2 separate regions of the Mus musculus genome follow, and region 1 is linked to region 2. A link is a contact called in public ChIA-PET data. All regions are on one chromosome and are shown on one strand. The core of a region is the stretch at or near the end of the contact, and the rest is flanking DNA. Distances in the headings are between cores, read along the strand shown. Region 1 has its middle 14 kb from the start of Gbp6. Region 2 overlaps Gbp8 (guanylate-binding protein 8).

Evidence for each region. ChIA-PET counts read pairs in DNA pulled down with a chosen protein or histone mark.
Region 1: an RNA polymerase II ChIA-PET map of effector CD8 T cells shows a contact between it and region 2, with 16 read pairs. The contact joins two enhancer-like sites. A contact is called at or near these places in 4 of 39 promoter capture datasets (the 3T3-L1 cell line, the C10 cell line, macrophages and 1 more), 1 of 484 Hi-C or Micro-C datasets (embryonic fibroblasts), 2 of 115 datasets of contacts at active chromatin or transcription factors (cardiomyocytes and effector CD8 T cells) and 2 of 9 other capture datasets (adipose tissue and macrophages).

What each region holds. Positions count from the first base shown.
Region 1 is chr5:105,304,685-105,310,185 of GRCm38.p6, reverse strand. No RefSeq gene overlaps it. Among named protein-coding and RNA genes, the nearest start is that of Gbp6, 14 kb to the right of the region's middle. Within about 2 kb of position 3,970, at least 27 of the 459 cell types and tissues checked have an H3K27ac peak or open chromatin away from gene starts, as enhancers often do. A contact at or near this core is called in effector CD8 T cells, where this site is marked.
Region 2 is chr5:105,008,433-105,014,247 of GRCm38.p6, reverse strand. Gbp8 (guanylate-binding protein 8) reads left to right here. Exons shown (of 10, transcript NM_029509.4): 10 at 1-95. Among named protein-coding and RNA genes, the nearest start is that of Abcg3, 29 kb to the right of the region's middle. Within about 2 kb of position 3,672, at least 26 of the 459 cell types and tissues checked have an H3K27ac peak or open chromatin away from gene starts, as enhancers often do. A contact at or near this core is called in effector CD8 T cells, where this site is marked.

The DNA of each region.
Region 1 (5,501 bases), core at 2,721-5,220, 300 kb before region 2:
AACTGGGGAAAAGTTTAGCCTAAAGGTCAGAAGCTAGGGCCATTGCCTATGTGACTTCTAGCCATGCTTCTCTTGTGGGGGCTGTTGGGGGTGGTAACTTAGGCAGGAGCCAGAGTTCCAGGAGCATGAGGGAATGCCTACCATGTCATGAAGGTGAATTATCACCCTTCGGGGTTCAGACCTTAGCTCAACTGGAGACCAGCCTGCAATTCCCCACACTATCAGTTCATCAGTTCTCTGAAAATTTCACACAATTGATTTTGATCCCATCTCCACTGACATTCCTTCCTTCTCCACCCACCCAACTTCCTATCTTTTCTCTCAGTCCCATTAAGGACAGATTGTGCTGCCCATATACTCTTCAGGGGGTTCATCCCACCAGAGGCTACAACATTAAAGAATAAAAATATGACTCTTTTCCCCAGTAATTATGACTCCTTAGCTAGGGATGAAACTGTGTGTCCCTGTTTCCTCCCCACACTGGATTTCCTTCTGGCCTGGACCAACAGACATGATAACTGATGTTTAATGATAGAATCCATGGAAGAGTGCAATGAAGTGTAAACCTGAACATGCAGGCTCTGACAGAATAAGTATAGACATGCATGTTTTCGTGTCTTTTGGAGCTAGGATTAAATAAAACCCACAAACAAAGAGGATACATGTAAAAATAACAGAAAATTGTTTCATAGCTTTGGACCCTGGGACTTCAAAATCAGAGTGCCAGCATGCTGGTGTCTGGGGAGCTGTCATTTAGGTCAATGAGCACTGACTTATGGTGTCTCCTCACACTATGGGAGGGCCAGTGAGTTGTCTGGGGAGATTTTGTAAGAACAGCAGTTACAGCCACAAGACCTCTGCACTTCCCACTTAAACATCTCATGAAAGGCTCCACATCCTGTGGAGTTGAGTGTAAGTACTGAATTTTTGAGTAAGGCAAACGTTTACTCCATTTCAGTGAGTGTTTGTGATCTTAGACTCAAGCTCAGAGCCATGGATCTTACTGAGTTGGAGATTTGATATTTACCCATCTTTTCACAAAATTCACAAAGGATTTGAGGACTCAGGTGACCACCTAGGTGGATGCCATTAACAATTTAGCAGTTGTAATAGAAAAGTTATTTCTGTCACAGAAGTGGTAGAAATACTATCACTGTTGTTGGTCCTGGCTAGATGGAAGGGGACACAGAACTCCACTTCTAGCTAAGGAATCATAGCTACTGGTCGGGGTTGGGAAGTCATGTTTTTATTTTTTAGTGTTGCAGCCCCTGGTGGGATGACCACCATCCAGTGAATGTTATACACCCAAGAGTGTATGGGCTGCCCAAACTATACTTAGTGCCTTGTCTGGGGACAACTCTAGTCCTGCATGAGAACTCAGTAGCTGTGGAGAAGGCACAGTGACTGAGGCTCCCCTCAGACATGCTCCAGAGGCTGCTCATGGTCACACAGCCTGTGAGAAGGAAGTCATTGTTGTCTTTTCAGTTGTGAGTAAGTCACATTTTTGATTCTTGACTTATTCCAAGTCTTAATACACCAGAAACTGTTTCTCATGAGAGGTAGTCAAACTGACTTTTTTACTCGGTTCTTTGAAAGTTCCTTTCTGTTTTTTATTTCCATTTGGTCACATCTTGTACATTTTTTCTTGTAGGAAACAGTAGCATATAAGGTGGGGCATTGTTTAAAATAATGAAGAAACATCTGTGAACACCGAGGGAGAGCTGGATCTGCTTTAAAGGGCTCTCACAGAGAGAATTCAGCCCCTAAGGTTTCAGTGTCTGGAGGTCATGAGGGAGAAGTCTGAGCATGACTATTGGAGGTTGTTCAAGAAAGGAGTGAAGGTAGGGAGGTGGGAGCATGAAAGAGGAGTAAAGGTGAGGAACAGGGAGCCCAGGAGAGGAGTGAGGGTGAGGAGCAGGGAGCACGGTAGAGGAGTGAGAGTAAAGAGTAGGGAGCATGAAGAGGCATGAGTGTGAGGAACAAGAAGCATGGCGGAGGAGTAAGGGTGAGGAACAGGGAACACAGGAGAGGAGTGAGGGTGAGGAGCAGGGAGCACGGAAGCTATGAGGTGAGCATGAGGAGGTGTCTGATGGTGTTGACACACTACAGCTCCTGAAAAACCTGAGAAAACAAAGCACCTTACCCTCTTTTCAGCCTTGGGAACCAAACTCAGGGACCTGAATGATGACCTATTTATTATACCACCCAAGATCATGTATGTGCATGTGTGTACATGTATGTGTCGGTGTGGGTATGCATTTCTGTGCACTGTGTTATGTGTGTATGTATGTGTGCGTGTGCATGTGTTTGTGTGTGTGTGCATGTCTGTACACTGTAATATATGTGCATATGTGTGCACGTGTGTGTGCCTGTTCATGCTCATGTATGCAGCAGGCCTGTCTACATGCAGTTGAAATATAGAAAGATTTTAAGTGTGTCATACATACACCTGCCATGAAATCGTGTGTCTGGGGTTTGACCTTTGAGAATTTACCATCCAAACTGAATGCACTTTCAGCTTAGCAGGGTTGCTGTGCAGCCAGAGAGACAACCCTGACACAGCTCAGCCCCTGAAAGGAATTTCCTGGAACATGATTCTCATTGAAACTGAAAGGAACTGAGCTCTTCTGTAATCTGCTGCAGACTGGCCTCAGTTGTCCCCCTTCAATTCATGGGAAAAAAATCAGGGACCTGGTTACAGGCAAGCAAGGAGTTGGTGTGGATGGGTGACAAACAGACACGGACAAAGAGAGTGTATCTGAATGTATTTTTGTCAAAGTGAGCATCAGCCTTTTATATTACAGGAGACAAAGAAGTTAATTGATACATTAAGGCCATTCAAGGTACATTGAAATTATCTGATGCAAAATTACTTTTACAACAAAACAGAGGAATGCATACTTAAAAGCTAACAGGAACCAACTGGGATAAAATCAATGTTAACAACTGGGATCAAAAGCAGTCCCACCTAAGGCCAGCTTAATCTTAAAAGCCAGGGGTAGGGGCTTCATGCCCTTGCCATAGTTCAAATTCTAGTCTATTGTATAGTCCACCTTCCCTCTAGGCCATTGCAAATTCCTGTGTATGGGAGTGGCTCAGCTATCTATAGTTCTAAATATTTACTCTAGTTCCTTCTTAAACCACAACCTTCCTTCTTCCTAGATAATGCCTGATTTCTTTCAATATCTCTCTCACAATACTAGAGCTAAATCTGAATGTAACTGTATAGGTAACATTCTTACTGAATTCCAAGCCCAGGGTCAGCTCAAGGACTGCCTAGGTAGGACATTAGAACACTGGTGGAGGCTAGCCTAACTTAGCTATATGTCAAAATCAGTCCTTAGAGGCACTTAAAATAAAGCAATATTGAGGGAAAGCACACAGATCTGTTCACCGACTAAAGAAAGGACAGATTTGGAGCATTCGTTATTACAGGATGCCACGGGTCAGGAGACTAAATTTCCTTGAATTTTTCTTTTCTTTTTCTTTCTTTCTTTCTTTTTTTAGTATTCAGAATCCTTCCCTTGTTTTTATTTTATTTATTGAAAATTTCTTATATTTCAATGTTGGATTATATAAGACAAAGAAATAAAAGTGTTCTTTGATTGCAAATTAGTCCATAGGCTATGATGAAACTACTACCCACAATTCTGTTATGATGATTCATCCCCAAAGCATTAGTCACCCTACTTCAAAGGATGTCTCTGCAAACAGAAGCTCACTTTAGTATTATTAGGTTTTTTTGTTTTGTTTTGTTTTTTTGATATTTTCTTTATTTACATTTCAAATGTTATTCCTAAAGTTCCCTATACACTACCCCTGCCCTGCTCTCCTACCCACCCACTCCCACTTCTTGGTATCATTGGGAAGAGAGGCCCCTTGGTATTTAACTTTTCACCTTGGGACTGCGTCCAGGCTTTTGGGCCTGTCACATGAGTCACTACTGGAGTGGATGTGGTAACTGAGGCATTTCTAGAAACTCAGTTGATTTTTGTGTCAGCAAAATAGGAAAGTGATTTTTTTGAAGGCTCCACCAAGGTAGCCAACTACAAAATTAAAGTACAAAGGTTATTAAATTTCTTACTCCTGTGGTATTTTTCTTGTTTTTAAAAAGTCTCTGTGTCTTTCTCTTTCTCTGTTCTGTCTCTCAGTTTCTTTCTTACTGACTCTGTCTCTATGTGTGTGTGCATGCTGTGTGCACAACACATTTGTATGAATGCGTGCATGTTCATGTGTGCCACACTGTGGTGGAGCTCCTTGCTCTCCATGCTGTGTGAGGCAGGGCACCTCTTTTGTTTCTCAGTATCTTCTGCCGCTGTCACGTGCCTTGCCACACTAGCACTGAGGTTGCATCTGCACACTGCAGCCTCACATGGCCTCACATGGGATCTAATCTCAGGTCCTCAGGCTTGAATGGCCAGGGATCTACAAACTAAGCCATGTGTCCACACCCCGGGCACTTCTGCAGAGTGCTTGTAGACACTGCATTTTACACTGTCATACCTGTGTCACATCTAGAAAGGCTTCCTGGCATGGGTGGTGGTTTGGGTTGAAAACTTTACTGAAGTCTCAGAACTGTCATTGTGACTCTTCAGTGTCTGCTGTTTCCCTGCCCTCCACAGTTAAAGCCTCCCACAGGGCTTCCAAAGTCAGTGTGGCTGTGTGATTTTCAGCTGTTTGTGTTTGTGCACAGTCTTCCTGTCATCTGTCAGAGAATAGCTACTGAGAAAACATAGTAAAAATGCAATATCAGAAGTTTGTTATTTTAAGACTCTATGAAAATTCTTGATGAAAATGTTTATAAAAAGATTTATAAAATCTCTCGACATACCTTCAGAGCAGGGCAGGGGCATAAAGAAGAATATGAACACCAGAAGAGACCTGAACAACGAAAGAGTGACACTACAGTCCCATTAGAGAATGTCTTCATGGTCAGCAAGAGTGGAAGTGTAAGGTAAAGGAGAGTGTGTAGCCAAGTGTAAGGGGTTGAGAGCCTGTGGGTTCCCTCACTTGTGACAGTTAGCATCTTTAGAAAAATGGCATTCCAGATCTTCAGTGAGATTCTCACACTAGTCTTTGAGTTTTGGGGTCTCCCATTTGGAAGTGAGGTTCTCACAAATAATGAACCCAGTTCTGTGTCAGCTGATGCCACTGTTTCCAAGCCCAGGGCCACACTCCTGAGCACAACATCTTTTCTGCTGCAACAGGCTTCAGATCTGGACCCAGCAGCTTCTGAGTCAGCCTTTGAGCTCACTCAAGTACCACAGGAAAATGGAGGAGTCTTCGATTTGCCTTTGCTTTGCTGGGCATGTACTTAGAGACTGCATGTTCAAGTTAGAAACAACTTGGACTCAGTAGATGAGATAGTCCTTGGGAAACAAGATGTTAGTGTAGTTCTGAGAGCAACATCCCAGGAAGGGGAGGATAAGCCCATCACAGGGATGCTAACTCTGCCTGAAATTGGCTGTACATGTGGGGTAAAATTACCTGTTGTGGAAAAA
Region 2 (5,815 bases), core at 2,423-4,922:
ACTGTATAGTCAAGAAACAAATGTCAGTCAAACTATCTGTATAGTGATCTAAATTGAGCTAAAATATATCTTAAAAATAAAGTCAAAACACTATACAACTGTGTGATTATTATTAGAAATGCTACTATGCCATGCAAACATACAAGAACACAAATGAAATGCCCTCTGAAAGATTAATAAAAAGCCCGATCTACTGGCTTCATCTAGGGAGAATAAGTTGGAATCAAAAGTTGAAGGTGTGCATGCATTCCAGGACATCTCAGTCTTACATGTTTCATGAAGAGTGCCAGAAAAGGGAATTTAAAAGTTAAGATAGTGACAGTAAATTAAAACTCACCACTGCACGATGAAATCTCTGCTTCTAGGAATGGGAGAAGCCAAGAGAAGTCACCCCAAGACCAAGACTTGAGTACCAGGAAGCATAACATTTGTAGCTTGAAGTTGTTTTCCTTTGAGGCTTTCCTATTTTAAAAATAATTGAAATAATGCTTTTTATGTAAACCAATATATCACAATATTATTTCCAGAAGCAGGCAATACAATTTATGCATAGCTTATAAGAGAATCCATGGGGCACATGGGAGGTGGACAGCTCAGAGATGGCTCAGGGTCAAGAATGCAGAATGCTCATCCAGGGTAGCTCAGTTCCAGGGGCAGGTAAAAACTACCTGTAAATCTAATTCCAAGGGATGTGACTTCCTTTTCTCAAACTCAAGGTCCCCTGGTACTTCCATCACATGTCCCCAGCTTACACATATACATACTTACAAGTAAGATTTAAAGGAATATACTGTTAACATTGATAATGGACCATATGAGTAAAGAGACACAAGGACCCTTATTAGTGCACTAATGAATATAATGTAATTAGAGTGTACACACCCCCAGCTACTCTAAGTCATCCTCCAGTTCCCTTCCCACCTTCATGTCTTCTCATCCTGCACCTCTTCCTCTTTCTTTTTACTCTGAATAAATTAATGCTGGCCTCATGTCCCTGACATTAGACACCATCTACCAGACCATGGACAATTTATTATGACCCACACCCCCATAGAAAACCCATTCTCCCTTTCCCAGTCACCAGATATCAACTGCTAGTAGTTCCTCAGCTAGGGTTGGGGTCTCAAGAGCTCACTGCTTCTCCATACTGGATGTTGACTGGCTTGATCGTGTGTATCTTGTTCCAACAATCATAACTACTGTCATAGCCCCGTCATATCCAAAAAAAATATTATTTTAGAACAATATGATCTGTTTTTAAAAGTACTTAAATTTATTACTTCAAAATTAAAGTATAGACATTCCTATGATTTCTGGAATCTTGGAGAAGCTTAATTCCTCTCTCTTCATCTCTTGTAAGATGGGAGGTTCAAAAGGATGAACTGTGTAAAGGAGAAATCTTGGTGCTGTTTTATTGGGAGCCATTTTGTTTGCTTCTGCCTGCCAGGCACAGTCAAGGCAGGTCAGGGTCTGCTATCAGATTTCCTGGCCTGCTGACTCATGGAACAATAAGAGGAAATACACTTGAGTTTCAAGTCAAGGGGTTGAACATTCTATGAATCTTGGTGTAAGAAACAGGGAAGTCTCTGGATGGGAACAGATGTCCTGTGTGTACATCACCCATTGTTTCTGCTACCTTGTGACTTTGTTTCCCATGGTACTAAGGAATATAAGAAGGCTAATAAAATAAACTCGAGGCTGATGTCGTATTCACCCGCAGCCTTCCCAATTCTAAGTTTTGTTTCTGAGTCTTCTTTCTGACTTTCCTTGAATCATCCTCACTCCTCATTCAGAGGCTGCTTGACTTTGGGTTAAAGGGACAAGAACAGCCTTTAATTTTGGTAGTGACTTTGTTGAGGTGGCCAGAAACATGTCGTGTCAAAGGTAGATCCCTTGATGGGGAAAGAGAGTTGCAGACACAGGAACATTCAGAAAAAGAAAAAGCAAAACAAAACAAAACAAAACGAAACTTTGACCAAATATAATGTGAGATGTGGTCCTCACTAATGCGAAATTAAACATCAGGCTTTGTTGATATGTGGGATTTTAGTCTAGTGCCTAAAAATGGTTTTGGAAGAGTGAAACTACAAGGGCTGAAACAGTGTGTTGTGTTGGTCAATACATGGACATTGAAGCCACTGTAAATGTCAATAATAGTTATGGGAGGAAAAATGGGACAAGTCAAATATATATCACCAACAAGGAACAGAAGAACAGTGGCTTTGCTGAGGATAACATGAAGAAGAAGAATGAATATCTACGATGACTGAGACACTTCAAGGGGGAAAGGAGAAGAATGTGAGCTGAGAAAACAGAACGTGGAAGCTCCAACCACGTGTTTAGATGGAAGGAAGGTAGAATTTCCAGGGTCTGTTTTAGATAATTTTCAGAAAGTAAAACCACCAAGGAAAGCAGAAGTTTCTATTGTGCCCAAGTCTACAAGAAAGAAGTGTGCTGGTGGTGAGTATTTCCCCAAATGCAGAGAAGGCAATTGTGAAAGTTCTATCCTGACTTCCAACTCATCAGTCTTTAAAACACAGGAAGTGGACACATTGTGAACCCCAGTGTATCCACTGATATGTCACCAGCTCTTAAACATATATTCTCCACATCTAAGTCAGTCAGTCAGTCACGCACGCACACACACACACACACACACACACACACACACACACACACACACTATTCCTGACCTGACCTGTTGGTGTGGTAAGCAGAGAATATCTCCTACTGAGTCTCAGCAGACTTCTCTAAGAATGAGGTTGGCAGATCGGAAAGCGAATTTTTCTTTATTTTGTTAGAATTCAGTAGACATTAAATCCAATTAAACATCTGTTGCCACCTCAAGACATAACTGCTACTGAATGCATTTGAGGATGTCCTACCTGGCCAGTGATTACAGAGAGCATGAGATATATGTATACATTAAACTGAGTTATGCTACAGGAGATGATAGTGTCCTCACCTCAAGACTCGTAGTCTAACAAAGGTGTTTGTTTACTAATTCAGGTTTAACAACTTTAAATGAAATAAAACTGATTGCCACAGGCATCCAACAATTCATTGGGAGTGGATTTGAACTCTTGAGACTCGTGGCTGTTAGCAAAGATCCAGTGCCACTCTGAGAAGTGTGATTGCATCCTTGTCTCTGATGCAGGAGGTCTGGATCTTTAAGTGAGTTCTTGTCTATCGACAACAGGAGTAGCAGCAGAAGCTGGAGTGCTGAAGCTCCAGTGAGCTCTAGCTAGTGGGAGAAGCCTGAGGCTCTCCCTCCTCTCAGATTTAGATACTTTTTCTCAAGTTTAGTCTGTGCCTGGTCAGTCTTTTTTTTTTTTTTTTTCCGTGCAAAAAGTTCTATGTATTCGTTCATTTTTGTGCATGCACATGTATTCACATGCCACAGTGTATGCTGTTCCAGTCAGAAGACAGATTTAAGGATCACTTGGGTCCAGATTGTCTGAATGTGAACACATAAAGAAAGTAAGACTAAGCAGGGAAGACTGTCCCAGCCTAAGCCCTCTGCAGATGCTTGTCACAGGTTTCTAGGAGTTCTGGGTGCTGCTGTAGTCCTTGCAGCCTGCTGTCTGCTGCTTCCATCTGTAGTGCAGGATTTTGCTCAGCCTGGGCTTTTGTTTCTTTTGATGTGGCTGCTGCTACTGCACAAATGATGGTCTGTGGTTGGTTTGTGGAGCTCCAGCCTGCCTCCCAGTACTCAGAAAGGTGTTAGAAAGCTCAGGGTAGGACTACTGACTGCCTTTTTCCATGGCAGTGTACATAGCACTATGGGAGGAAATCCTCAGAGGGTAGGCTGCCAAATTAGGGGAATTTCCCAAGCACTCCACCTATATGAAGATCTATAGGCAATAAATGCTACTGAGAGGGAGAATCTGTGTTCTTCAAGTAGGAGTCCCCTGTTAGATTATCCAGTCATAAGTGGTCAGCCCTAAATACATACACATACAGCAATACCAAATAGACTCGATACATCACATGCCCATGTGCACATGCACACAGATGTGTCTTTACATCCCTCAGAGAAAGACATCCTGTCACGTAGCTATGGAAACTACTCATAGTCAGTCCTTGCAAATTTCTGAGGGAAAACTGGGTAAAAGTCCCAAAGTATGTGACATTTTTTTTTGACAGCATGCCTCAGTGATCAAAGAATGACATAACCAGAATATAATTTCCTCCCTTACTTGTTGGTGTTTAGAAGTTATGCTGACCTCCCTTGGACTGATATTTTGAATACAGTGGGTTAGTCTTCAAGATAAGTCAGTAAATTCGTAGCAACAAGAATGAATAAGTTCTCCAGTCATTAGAAATGGCACAAGACTTCAATTATATTTCCACCACTGAGCTTCTTCATAATAATTGTACCAAAGTATCAGCTCAATACTTCCTGAGGTCGAGCCAAACTCCAATGGCAGCTAATTCTACCCATGTCAACAATGCCCAGTGTGCACATAGTCACCTTCAGTATCATAGATACAGCCACATCAGACCTATGTCTTACTTATAAGCTACTAAGGGTCTTGAATGTCTGAATCTACATTCATTTTCTCTGGAATAGTTACTCTAGATTTTCCATTTTATCTTCAGTGTATTCTTCTGACTTTCTGTGTGAAAACATGAAGGTATCTGAAATGGAAGAGCATTCAAATACAGCTCAGACAGAAAATGGAAGTGTCTAGAGACATTTGGCCAAGAGGCTGACTTCTAAGTTGATATTTGTTCTGCCCAAACAAAATCGAAGTCCATAGTGAACTCTGTAAAACCCTTTCATATCATGAAACCAATGACCTTATATCACTTCTGTGGGTGCTTTTGGATCACATTCTCCCTCAGGCATCTTTCAGTATCTCATGGACCACAAATACTGCTGGCTGTCTTAGGGTTTTACTGCTGTGAACAGATACCATGACCAAGACAAGTCCTATAAAGGTCATCATATATTTGGGGCTGTCTTACAGGTTCAGAGTTTTAGTCCATTATCATCCAGGTGGGACCATGGCAGTATCCAGGCAAGCATGGTACAGGATGAGCTGATAGTTCTACATCCTCTTCTGAAGGCTGTTAGCAGAATACTGACTTCCAGAATGCTTGAATGAGGATCTTAAAGCCCACAACCACACTGAGACACCTACTTCAACAAGGCCATACCTCCTAACAGTACCATTCTCTGGGCCTATCATATACAAACCATCATACTGGTAATGGCAGTGTTCACTTGGTTAGGAATGAAGAAAAAGAAGCCTTTAACACTGCAACACTGCTCAGTGTAACTCCTGCTCCCTCATCCTCAGGAGGCAACCCCAGAGCTGAAAGCTTCAACATGTCCACAGAGAATACATTTATACTCTCCAGATTGGCAAGTTCTGTCTTTCACCATCCAGTATTTTAAAAAATATTCTATGGCATAGTTATCTGAAAACAATCATGATAGAAACAGTCTACAGCAATCCAATGTTTTCTGCTCTTACATCTTCACTAGTGCAAGGCTCAGGATGAGGAGTCAAGGTCACAGGATTTGTGAGCCTCCTTTTAAAATCTTACTTCTGTGTGGTGCTGTGCATTGAGTATTTCATTGTAGCACATTATTCGGTACTTTTGTGTCTTTCTATACAGAAATAGGTATTTGATAATATTCATGTCTTAGTAACTTTTCTAGTTCTGTACTAAGGTACCATGACCAAGGCAATGTACAGAAGAAAGACTATATTTGAAGCTCATTGTTTCAGAGGGTGATTCCATGACCATGATGACAGGGAACATGTGCACAGGTGAGCAGTAGCTGAGATCTTACTTACCTCTG